2 separate regions of the Pan troglodytes genome follow, and region 1 is linked to region 2. A link is a contact called in public Hi-C data. All regions are on one chromosome and are shown on one strand. Each heading gives the region's core, a stretch centred on a gene start, on an enhancer-like site or on the middle of the called end of the contact. The rest is flanking DNA. Distances are from core to core; before and after follow the strand shown.

The links. A called contact is a pair of places that touch in the nucleus more often than the background predicts.
Region 1: a contact with region 2 is called in a Hi-C map of induced pluripotent stem cells, with 2.9 times the contacts expected there. The contact joins the promoter of SPOCD1 here to the enhancer-like site in region 2. A contact is called at or near these places in 2 of 7 Hi-C or Micro-C datasets (both in induced pluripotent stem cells) and 1 of 1 other capture datasets (stem cell-derived neural stem cells).

Annotation. Positions count from the first base shown.
Region 1 is chr1:199,159,527-199,164,337 of NHGRI_mPanTro3-v2.0_pri, reverse strand. It overlaps SPOCD1 (SPOC domain containing 1), which reads right to left and starts at 3,167. Exons shown (of 16, transcript XM_063803714.1): 1 at 3,096-3,167; 2 at 1,086-2,507. The coding sequence starts at 2,468.
Region 2 is chr1:199,016,976-199,021,433 of NHGRI_mPanTro3-v2.0_pri, reverse strand. No RefSeq gene overlaps it. Among named protein-coding and RNA genes, the nearest start is that of PTP4A2, 38 kb to the left of the region's middle. Within about 2 kb of position 1,388, at least 12 of the 24 cell types and tissues checked have an H3K27ac peak or open chromatin away from gene starts, as enhancers often do. A contact at or near this core is called in induced pluripotent stem cells and stem cell-derived neural stem cells, where this site is marked.

The DNA of each region.
Region 1 (4,811 bases), core at 1,918-4,417, 140 kb before region 2:
GACGTCGTGTGAAGATTAAATCAAAAACATCTAGCACATCATGCATATTCAATAAATGTGATGAAAATCCAACTATGTGAGAAATATACACCAAAAACAAGTAGAGTCTTCTTCTGCCTTTGGTGTATAAATGTTAGCTATGATTATTAATAAAATGATGATGATTATAAGTAAAAGAACAAAGGAAAGGGAAGTGGTGATATAGGGAACATGGCTGGTCACTGACTCCCTAGCTATGTGAGCCTGGAGAATATTATTAACCCTCTGAGCCTCAGTTTCCCCATCTGGTTATATGGCGCTAACGCCTATCTTACAGGGTAACTGTGAACACTAAAGGAAAAGCAAATTTAACACGAATTAAGCAATTTACCTTGTGCCTTGTGCTGTGCTAGGCACCTTTTTTTTGTTTGTTTGTTTGTTTGTTTTAGACAGAGTCTTGCTCTGTCACCAGGCTGGAGTACAGTGGTGCGATCTCAGCTCACTGCAACCTCTGCTTCCCAGGTTCAAGTCATTCTCCTGCCTCAGCCTCCAGAGTAGCTGGAACAGGCATGTGCCACCACGCCCAGCTAATTTTTGTATTTTTAGTAGAGACAGGGTTTCACCATGTTGGCCAGGATGGTCTTGATCTCTTGACCTCGTGATCCGCCTGCCTCTGCCTCCTAAAGTACTGGGATTACAGGCGTGAGCCACTGCACCAGGCCTAGGCACATTATTTTATACCATAATCTCATTTAATCCTTGAAACAACCCCATGAAGCTGCAATTAGTATCCTTTTTTTACAATGAGGAAACCTAGAGAGGTTAAGAAAACATCCCACAGTCACTCAGCTAGGAAGTGGGCAGAGGCAAAATTCGAACCCAGGACTGACTCCAAAAGATAATGACCCCTCACAAGGATTCAGCGAATGTAGTTTATTTTCTCTTTCCCGGTTTGTGGGCCTCATTTTACCCAGTTTAGTTAATAGGGATGTGAGAATGTTCATGAAGCGCCCATTTAGCTTAGCTTTATTAAATTCCACTGCCAAGTATGCTATTGAGAAACATGGCCAGGCCCTTCCTATCCCAAACTCTCAGACTCAGCTCACCAGTCTGGGGCAGCCTCCTGGGCTGGGTTCCTCTGGCCTGTCCTGGTGGGAGTTGTCTGAGCTTCTGTCTGTGCCCCGGTCTTGGGCACAGGGCACTGGACCTTTCTTCAGGTTCTTAGTGCCCTTGGATCTTCTCTGCTCCATGAACGGGCCTGAGCAGGCCCTGCTGGCTTCAGTATCCAGGGAGGAGCTGAGGCCGCCCAAGGGCTCCCAGGAGCTGGCACAGGTGTCAGCGGGGGCAGCGAGTCCTTGCTCCAGCCTTCCCCTGGAAGCTGGCTGAGCCTTGGCCTCCAGCTCCTCCTGGTCCTGTGCTGGAGCCCGGCCTTCATCGCTGCCAGCCCGCACGACACACACAGCTTCTTGCTGCTCTGCAGAGGCCTGTGCTGACACCCCCAGGCACAGTGCTGCGCTCTGTGGAGGAGCCTGTGCAGCTGAACTGAGGGACTCCCCTCCACTGGGCACTGGGAACCCGACAGGGCCACAGGGGCTGCCTGGCTGGGGCCCATCCCCTGTAGCGGGCAAATATCCAAATTTCTCAGTCCCTGAGGCACATCCTGCCCCACTTTCACCTGGCTCTCCAGGCCCAGACCCAGTGTCTTTTGGAGAGGGAGGTCTGCAAGGGCCTCCCAAGGACTCCAGTTCAGCAACTTGGGGAGGGTCTCCCACAGACAGGAGGTTGTCCCCACGAGGGCTCTGATCAAGCCACAGGAAGTCACCAGCCCCTTCCTCACACTCTGAATGAGCCCCTTGCTTCCTCCATTTCTTTCTTACCCTCACAGGGACTGGGCCTGGTGAGGACGTCAGGGGCCTTCCAGGGGGCTCCTCTTTGCTGAGTGTGGGGCTTCTTCTGTCACACCCTGGAGAACTCATTCCACCGTCTCTGGCCTCCCTGGGCCTGGGGCAGCTCACCTCCTCCACCTCTGCAAGCCTCTCCCTGCAGACCAGAGCTCTCTCTGGGAGACCAGCAGACCTGCTACAAAGTTTCCTGGGGCAACTGTCATCTAAGATGTCACACAGAGAAACCTGGAGCCTCTTGGAGGTCAGAGCTCTCCCCTGAGCAGGCACCGAGGGCAGCTGCATGTGGAGCCCAGGAGCCAGCATCGAGCCCCGGCTCTGTACCACAGCTAGCAGCTCCAAGACCCCTGGCCGGACCTCAGCAGCACCTGCAGCCCAGGAGCTGCCACCTCGAAGGGCCTCCTTCCTGGGGATCTTCCTTCTGCTGCCAGCCCTGACTCCGGGCCCAGAGCTTGCTCCCGGCCCATCTGGTGACAGGCCTGGCATGGAGCTGGCTCCTTCCATGTTCTGTAAAAGCTCACAGTTGTGTTGGGGACTGAGCACAGGGTCTCCTGTGCTGGGGCCTTCAACGTCCCCCTCCTGGGACATGTCTGTCCACCTACCTGGGCCAAAAGCACAACACGGGCCCTGTGTGGAGACAGAAAGAGGAGACTTTGTCTTGGAGAGTCCGACCTGTCAGCCCGTTCAGTGGGAACTGGGAGGAGCCCCTCTTCCAGCCAGCTCTCCCAGACCCTTCCACTCCTGAGGCCTAGGGGTGAGCACTCCAGGGAGGGGAGCACCCAGCAGGAGCTGGTGTCCTGGGTGAGGGTGGAGAGGCCTGCCTCCAAACAGGGCCGAGCTACAGTGGCCTCCAGGGTCTTCTTGTCTCTGAGAGTTCACACATTCGCTTAAATGGGACCTAATAAGATACCATTTATTTATGACTTATGTGCTTATTTCATTTCATACTGGCAGCCACAGGTGAGGACACTGAGATTCTGAGATGTTAAGACACTCACCCAAGGAAGCACAGGAAGTGGAAGGGCCAGGAGTCTCTCTCCCAGTTCTCACACTGCGCAAGGAGCAGATACTGAACGGGGTTCGTGCCCATAACCCTTCTCGTCTCTCTCCCATCGGTCCCGTTCTGAAAGGCGCCCCACCCAGGTTCCCAAGCCTTACTGGGACGGTTCCCCAGCATCCAAGAAATCCGGGCCCCATCGGTCGCGTCGCTCTCACCTGGGCTTCCCTGAGTTTTCCCTCCTGGGGTTCCACCCACTAGCTGAAAAGGAGCTGGGATCACGTGATGCGGGGGAGGGAGGCCCTTGCTGAGGGATAGGGGCGGAGTCCCTGATGATGCGCAAAGGGCTGCTCCCCAGGCGTGCTGGCGTTCCTGCCCCGGCAGAGGGCGCCCTCTTCCTCCTGAGGGCTTCCTGGAGGAGGTGCCAATCCTGGCTCCCAAGCAGAGGTAGGTGGGTGCATGGGGCAGCGAGGGGCCTTGGCTGCCTGCCTGAGAGTTTAACTTGATCCTACCGCAATAGTCCCTGAGCCAGTAGGACAATGTCAGAATTACCTAGATTTTTTGCCTAATTTTATTTTATTTTATTTTTAAACTTTTATTTTAGGGTCAGAGGTCCATATGCAGGTTTTTAATATAGGTAAACTTGTGTCATGGGGGTTGTTGTACAGATTATTTCGTCACCCAGTTATCAAGCCTAGTACCTAATATTTATTTTTTCTTATCTTCTACTGCCTCCTACCCTCCACCCTCAAGCAGGCCCCAGTGTCTGTTGTTACCCTCTTTCTGTCCATGTGTTCTCATCATTTAGCTCCCACTTGTAAGTGAGAACATGCAATATTTGGTTTTTCCGTTCCTGCATCAGTTTGCTAAGGATAATGGCCTCCAGCTCCATCCACGTTCCTGCAAAGGACATGATCTCATTCTTTTTTATGGCTGCATAGTATTCCATTGTGTATATGTACCACATTTTCTTTAGCCAATCTGCCATTGATGGGCATTTAGGTTGATTCCATGTCTTTGCTATTGTGAATAGTGCTTGCCTAATTTAAAAAGAAAATCTCAAATATAATTAATGTAGATGGAAATGCAGATTCAATTCCAATAGAAGGTTAGAAATAAAAAGTTTAAAGCTATCTCTCATTTCCCAATACCCCAACTCCTGGAAACAACTGTGTTTTGTTTTTTGTTTTTTACCATGTTTGTTGTCATGTTAATTTTTTAAATTTTATAACCGTAAATAATATACTCATGCCTCTATTACTTGATTTATTAATTTTAACTGTGTCTGTTGTATCTGTTGACTTCCTGCTGTGGTGATTTTATTAACCACCCTTTCCCCCTTTCTCTTCCGCTTTTCATATATATATATATATACATATATATATATTTTTTTTTTTTGAAACAGTGTCTCGCTCTGTCGCCCACGCTGGAGTGCAGTGGCACAGTCTCGGCTCACTACAACCTCTGCCTCCCAGGGTCAAGCGATTCTCCTACCTCAGCCTCCCGAGTAGCTGGGACTACAGGCACGTGCCACCATGCCCTGCTAATTTTTGTATTTTTCGTAGAGATAGGGTTTCACCATGCTGGCCAAGCTGGTCTCAAACTCCCGACCTCGTGATCCACCCACCTCAGCCTCCCAAATTGCTGGGATTACAGGCGTTAGCCACCGTGCCTGGCCCTCTTTTTTATATTTATATTTTAAATTTTACTATTGGTTTCTATTATCACTTTGAATACTATTCTTAAATGTCTGTTTCTTCTGTATATTGTATCTCTTGACTCTTCTCTGTGTGAAATGGATAATTTCCCTTGATGTCCCCTCCCTGCTTCTGCCGTTATCCATGAACTAAGCTTTTATTTTTGCATCGCTGATGTTTATAGCATTTACATTCTATTTGGTAAAGATAATTCAGTTTACCATTGTTTACCTGTAG
Region 2 (4,458 bases), core at 139-2,638:
AGTCCTGATGCAATCACAGGCTTAGTGCTTGGCTCACTTCCTCCTCTTTGGGTGTTTACGGGAGCCTGGATTCCACAGGAACCCTTGGAAGTGTGCACTGACAACAGAGTAGGGGGCAGACAGCATACAAAATTATCCCTGCTTCAGGGACAGTTCAGGAAGAAAGTGATACTGTGCCTGCCTGGGCCTCACATGCCTTGAGCTCAGGGACACGGGAAAGAGATACCAGGTGTCAAATCAGGGGCAGGGGAGGCAAGCAGGGAGGAAGGAGCCAGGACAGGGGACAAACCACTAGCTGCTGCCAGGGCCAGCTTCCAGACACAGCTCAGGGAGGCTGTGAATAGGCCCTTTATCTAAGCTGAAGTGGGGGAAAGGAATCACAGAAGGGGGTCTCAGGTGATAAGGAGCCTCAGAACAAGCTCAGGGGATCTTGTCCCTTCCTTCTCAGCAGAAATCCTAGCAGGGGAGAAGCTTCTTTTTAAGGATTTTGTTTTCCAGCCATTTGCCCAGGATCTTCATTTGGGAGGCCCCTCCTCAATCCCACAGGCCTTGCTGGGTCACCTAGAGAGGTCCTAAGAGGTGCGGTGTTGCACAGTGGTTAAGGACATGGGCTTTTGGCAGTCAAGTCTCAGCTCTTCCAGTGACTGGCTGGATACCCCAGGCAAGTCATTTCACCTAACTCTCAACTCCCTATGTCAAACAAGGATAATAACAAGTAGTCAACCCCAGAGATAAAGCCGGGAGGCCCATAGAACATTGCCTGGCAATGGTAAAAGCACTCAATAACTGTTAGATATTGTTATTTTTATTAAGAATAAAGGAGCCGGGCATGGTGGCTCATGCCTGTAATCCCAGCACTTTGGGAGGCCGAGGTGGGCAGATCGCCTGAGGTCAGGAGTTCGAGACCAGCCTGATCAACATGGAGAAACCCTGTCTCTACTAAAAATACAAAATTAGCCAGGTATGGTGGCACATGCCTGTAATCCCAGCTATTTAGGAGGCTGAGGCAGGAGAATCGCTTGAACCCGGGAGGCAGCGATTGCCGTGAGCCGAGATCGCACCATTGTACTCCAGCCTGGGCAACAAGAGCGAAACTCCATCTCATAAATAAATAAATAAATAAATAAAGGCTTGGAGAGCCGTTTTTTTTTTTTCTCTCTCTCTCTGAAGCTGGGGCCCAATTGTCCTTCTTCCTTCAATATCTAATGACTGTTTCCCAGCTATCAGAAAGGAATCCAACTTCCCCTCCCCCAGAGCTGTGAAACTGAGTAGCAAAGCTTGCTCAAGCTCCTGAGTCATTCAGCAAAACCAGCCCAAGATAATCAGTGGATCAAGGAAACTAGATGCAGAGTGGGGAAAACCCAGCCGCAAAGCTGGGGCCTTCTCGCAGGGCAGTTCCCTCTGCTGGCCCCTCTGGTGAGCTTTCACTTCAGGTTCACAAACAAGACAGCATCTTCCCAGGCCCTCCTGAACCCAGAATAAGGCCTTAGCTACTCCTGGGTCTCTCAACAGCAGCCAGGCCTTTCTCTGGAATCTTGTTTGACACAAACTTTTTGCCTTTGGACAAACTCTCTCCTTCCCTCCGTATCCCAGGCCTCAGGAGAGTCGAAACCCTGACTCCCATTCTCACTGTCCACTCATTTCTCAGTCCCTGTCATTTGACTTCTGCCCGGCCACTGAACTGTCTGTCATCACACTCAGTGATGATCTTTTCATCACCAAATCCAAAGACTTTTTCCAGGCCTTTCCTACTTGCCTCCTCTAAACAGTCAGCGCTGTTGACCACTTTCTTTCTTTCTTTTTTATTTTTTTTCTGAGACGGAGTTTCACTCTCGTTGTCCAGGCTGGAGTGTAATGGCGTGATCTCGGCTCACTGCAACATCCGCCTCCCAGGTTCAAGTGATTCTCCTGCCTCAGCCTCCTGAGTAGCTGGGATTACAGGCGCATGTGCCACCACACCCGGCTAATTTTTGTATTTTTAGTAGAGACGGGGTTTCACCATGCTGGACAGGCTGGTCTCGAACTCCTGACCTCAGGTGATCCACCCACCTCAGCCTCCCAAAGTGCTGGGATTATAGGCGTGAGCCACCGTGCCCAGCCTGTTTTGTTTTTTTGAGAGGGAGTCTCACTCTGTCGCCCAGGCTGGAGTACAGTGGCGAGATCACAGCTTGCGGCAACCTCCACCTCCCGGGTTCAAGCAATTCTCCCGTCTCAGCCTCCTGGGTAGCTGAAATTACAGGCGCCCACCACCACGCCAGCTAATTTTTGTACTTTTAGTAGAGACGATGTTGCACCATGTTGACCAGGCTGGTCTCAAACTCCTGACCTCAAGTGATCCACCCACCTCGGCCTCCCAAAGTGTTGGGATTACAGGTGTGAGCCACCGTGCCTGGCTTCTTTTCTTTCATACTTATTTGTTTATTTATTTTTTTTTTTTTGAGATGTTGTTTCATTCTTGTTGCCCAGGCTGGAGTGCAATGGCGCGATCTCTGCTCACTGCAACCTCCACCTCCTGGGTTCAAGTAATTCTCCTGCCTCAGCCTCCCAAGTAGCTGGGACTACAGGCATGTGCCGCCACACCCGGCTAAGTTTGTATTTTTAGTAGAGACGGGGTTTCTCCATGTTGGTCAGGCTGGTCTCAAAGTCCTGACCTCAGATGATCTGCCCACCTCGGCCTCCCAAAGTGCTGGGATTACAGGCATGAGCCACCGCGCCCGGGCTTGTATTTAATTTTTTTAAATAGAAACGGGGTCTCCCTATGTTGCCAGGCTGGTCTCAATCTCCTGGCCTCAAGTGATCCTCCTACCTCAGCCTCCCAAAGTGCTGGGATTGCAGGCATGAGCCACCATGCCTCACCCTGACCACTTTCTTTCTTAACTCTCCTTCCTGAGCTTCTGTGAGGCCACAGACCCCTGGTTCTCCTCCTCCTTCTCTCTTCCTTGGTTGCTGGCAACATTCCAGCCCTTAAATGTCACTTCTCATAGTTCTGCTCTTAGCCCTCTTCCCTTTCTACCCCTCACGCTCCCTCCCACTTTTAAGCTGTGCCTGTGTCTTCAACCTCTACTTCTTTGCTGATGACTTCCCAGACTGTATCTCAACCACAGATCTTCCCCCCAAGAGCCACCCACCTGTCAAGCAGCTCCACTTGCACGCTGCCACATACAGCAAGCTCAACGAGGCCAAAACTGACCTCTATATCTTCCCCCAAACCTGCTCCTCCTAGGTTCCCAATCTTGATGAATGACACCACCTTTTACCCTGTTCCCCAAGCCAGAAGCTCAAATGTCACTCTTGCTTCTGCCCAGCCCAGCCCACCAATCACCATGTTCTTAACATCTTATAAATAAACCTCCCCTCTCCCCTCTGTCTCCACTGTTTCTCTTTTTCTTTCTTTTCTTTCTTTCTTTTTTTCTTTCTTTCTTTTTTTCTTTCTTTCTTTCTTCCCTTCCCTTCCCTTCTCCTTCCTTCCTTCCTTCCTTCCTTCCTTCCTTCCTTCTTTCTTTCTTTCGTCTTGCTCTGTCACCCAGGCTGGAGTGCAGTGGCACAATCACAGCTCACTGCAGCCTCAGCCTCCTGGGCTCAAGTGATCCTCCCACCCCAGCCTTCCAAGTAGCTGGGACTACAGGTACTTGCCACCATTCCTGGCTAATTTTTGTGTTTTTTATAAAGATGGGTTTTCGCCATGTTGCCCAGGCTGGTCTTGAACTCCTGGGCTCAAGTGAGCCTCCTGCCTCGGTTTCCCAAAGTGCTGGGATTACAGGCGTGAGCCACCACACCTGGCCTGTCTCCACTGTTTCTGCTTCAATTTAGGCCCTCATCATGACCTGAAGCCTGGATTGATACATTTTTTGGTGGTGGTTGTTGTTCTTTTTTTTTTTTTTTTTTTGAGACAGAGTCTTGCTCTGTTGCCCAGGCTGGAGTGCACTGGTGTGATCTCGCCTCACTGCAAGCTCTGCCTCCTGGGTTCAAGCCATTCTTGTATCTCAGCCACCCGAGTAGCTGGAATTACAGATGTGCGCCACCACACCCAGCTAATTTTTGTATTTTTAGTAGAGACAAGGTTTTGCCATGCTGGCCAGGCTAGTCTAGAACTCCCGACCTCAGGTGATCTGCCCACCTCGACCTCCTTGAGTGCTGGGATTAGAGGTGTGAGCCACTGCATCCGGCCTGTTTTTTGTTTTTCTTGAGACAGGTCTCACTCCCAACGCCCAGGCTGGAGTGCAGTGGCACGATCATGGCTCACTGCAGCCTTGACTTCCCAGGCTCAGATGATTCTCCCACCTCAGGCTCAGATTCTCCCACCTCAGCCAACCAACCAGCTGGGACTACAGGCATGTGCCCCTATGCCTGGCTAATTTTTGTATTTTTTGTAGAGATGGGGTTTCACCCCATTGCCCAAGCTGGTCTTGATCTCCTGGGCTTCAGCAATTCTCCTACCTCAGCCTCCCAAAGTGCTGG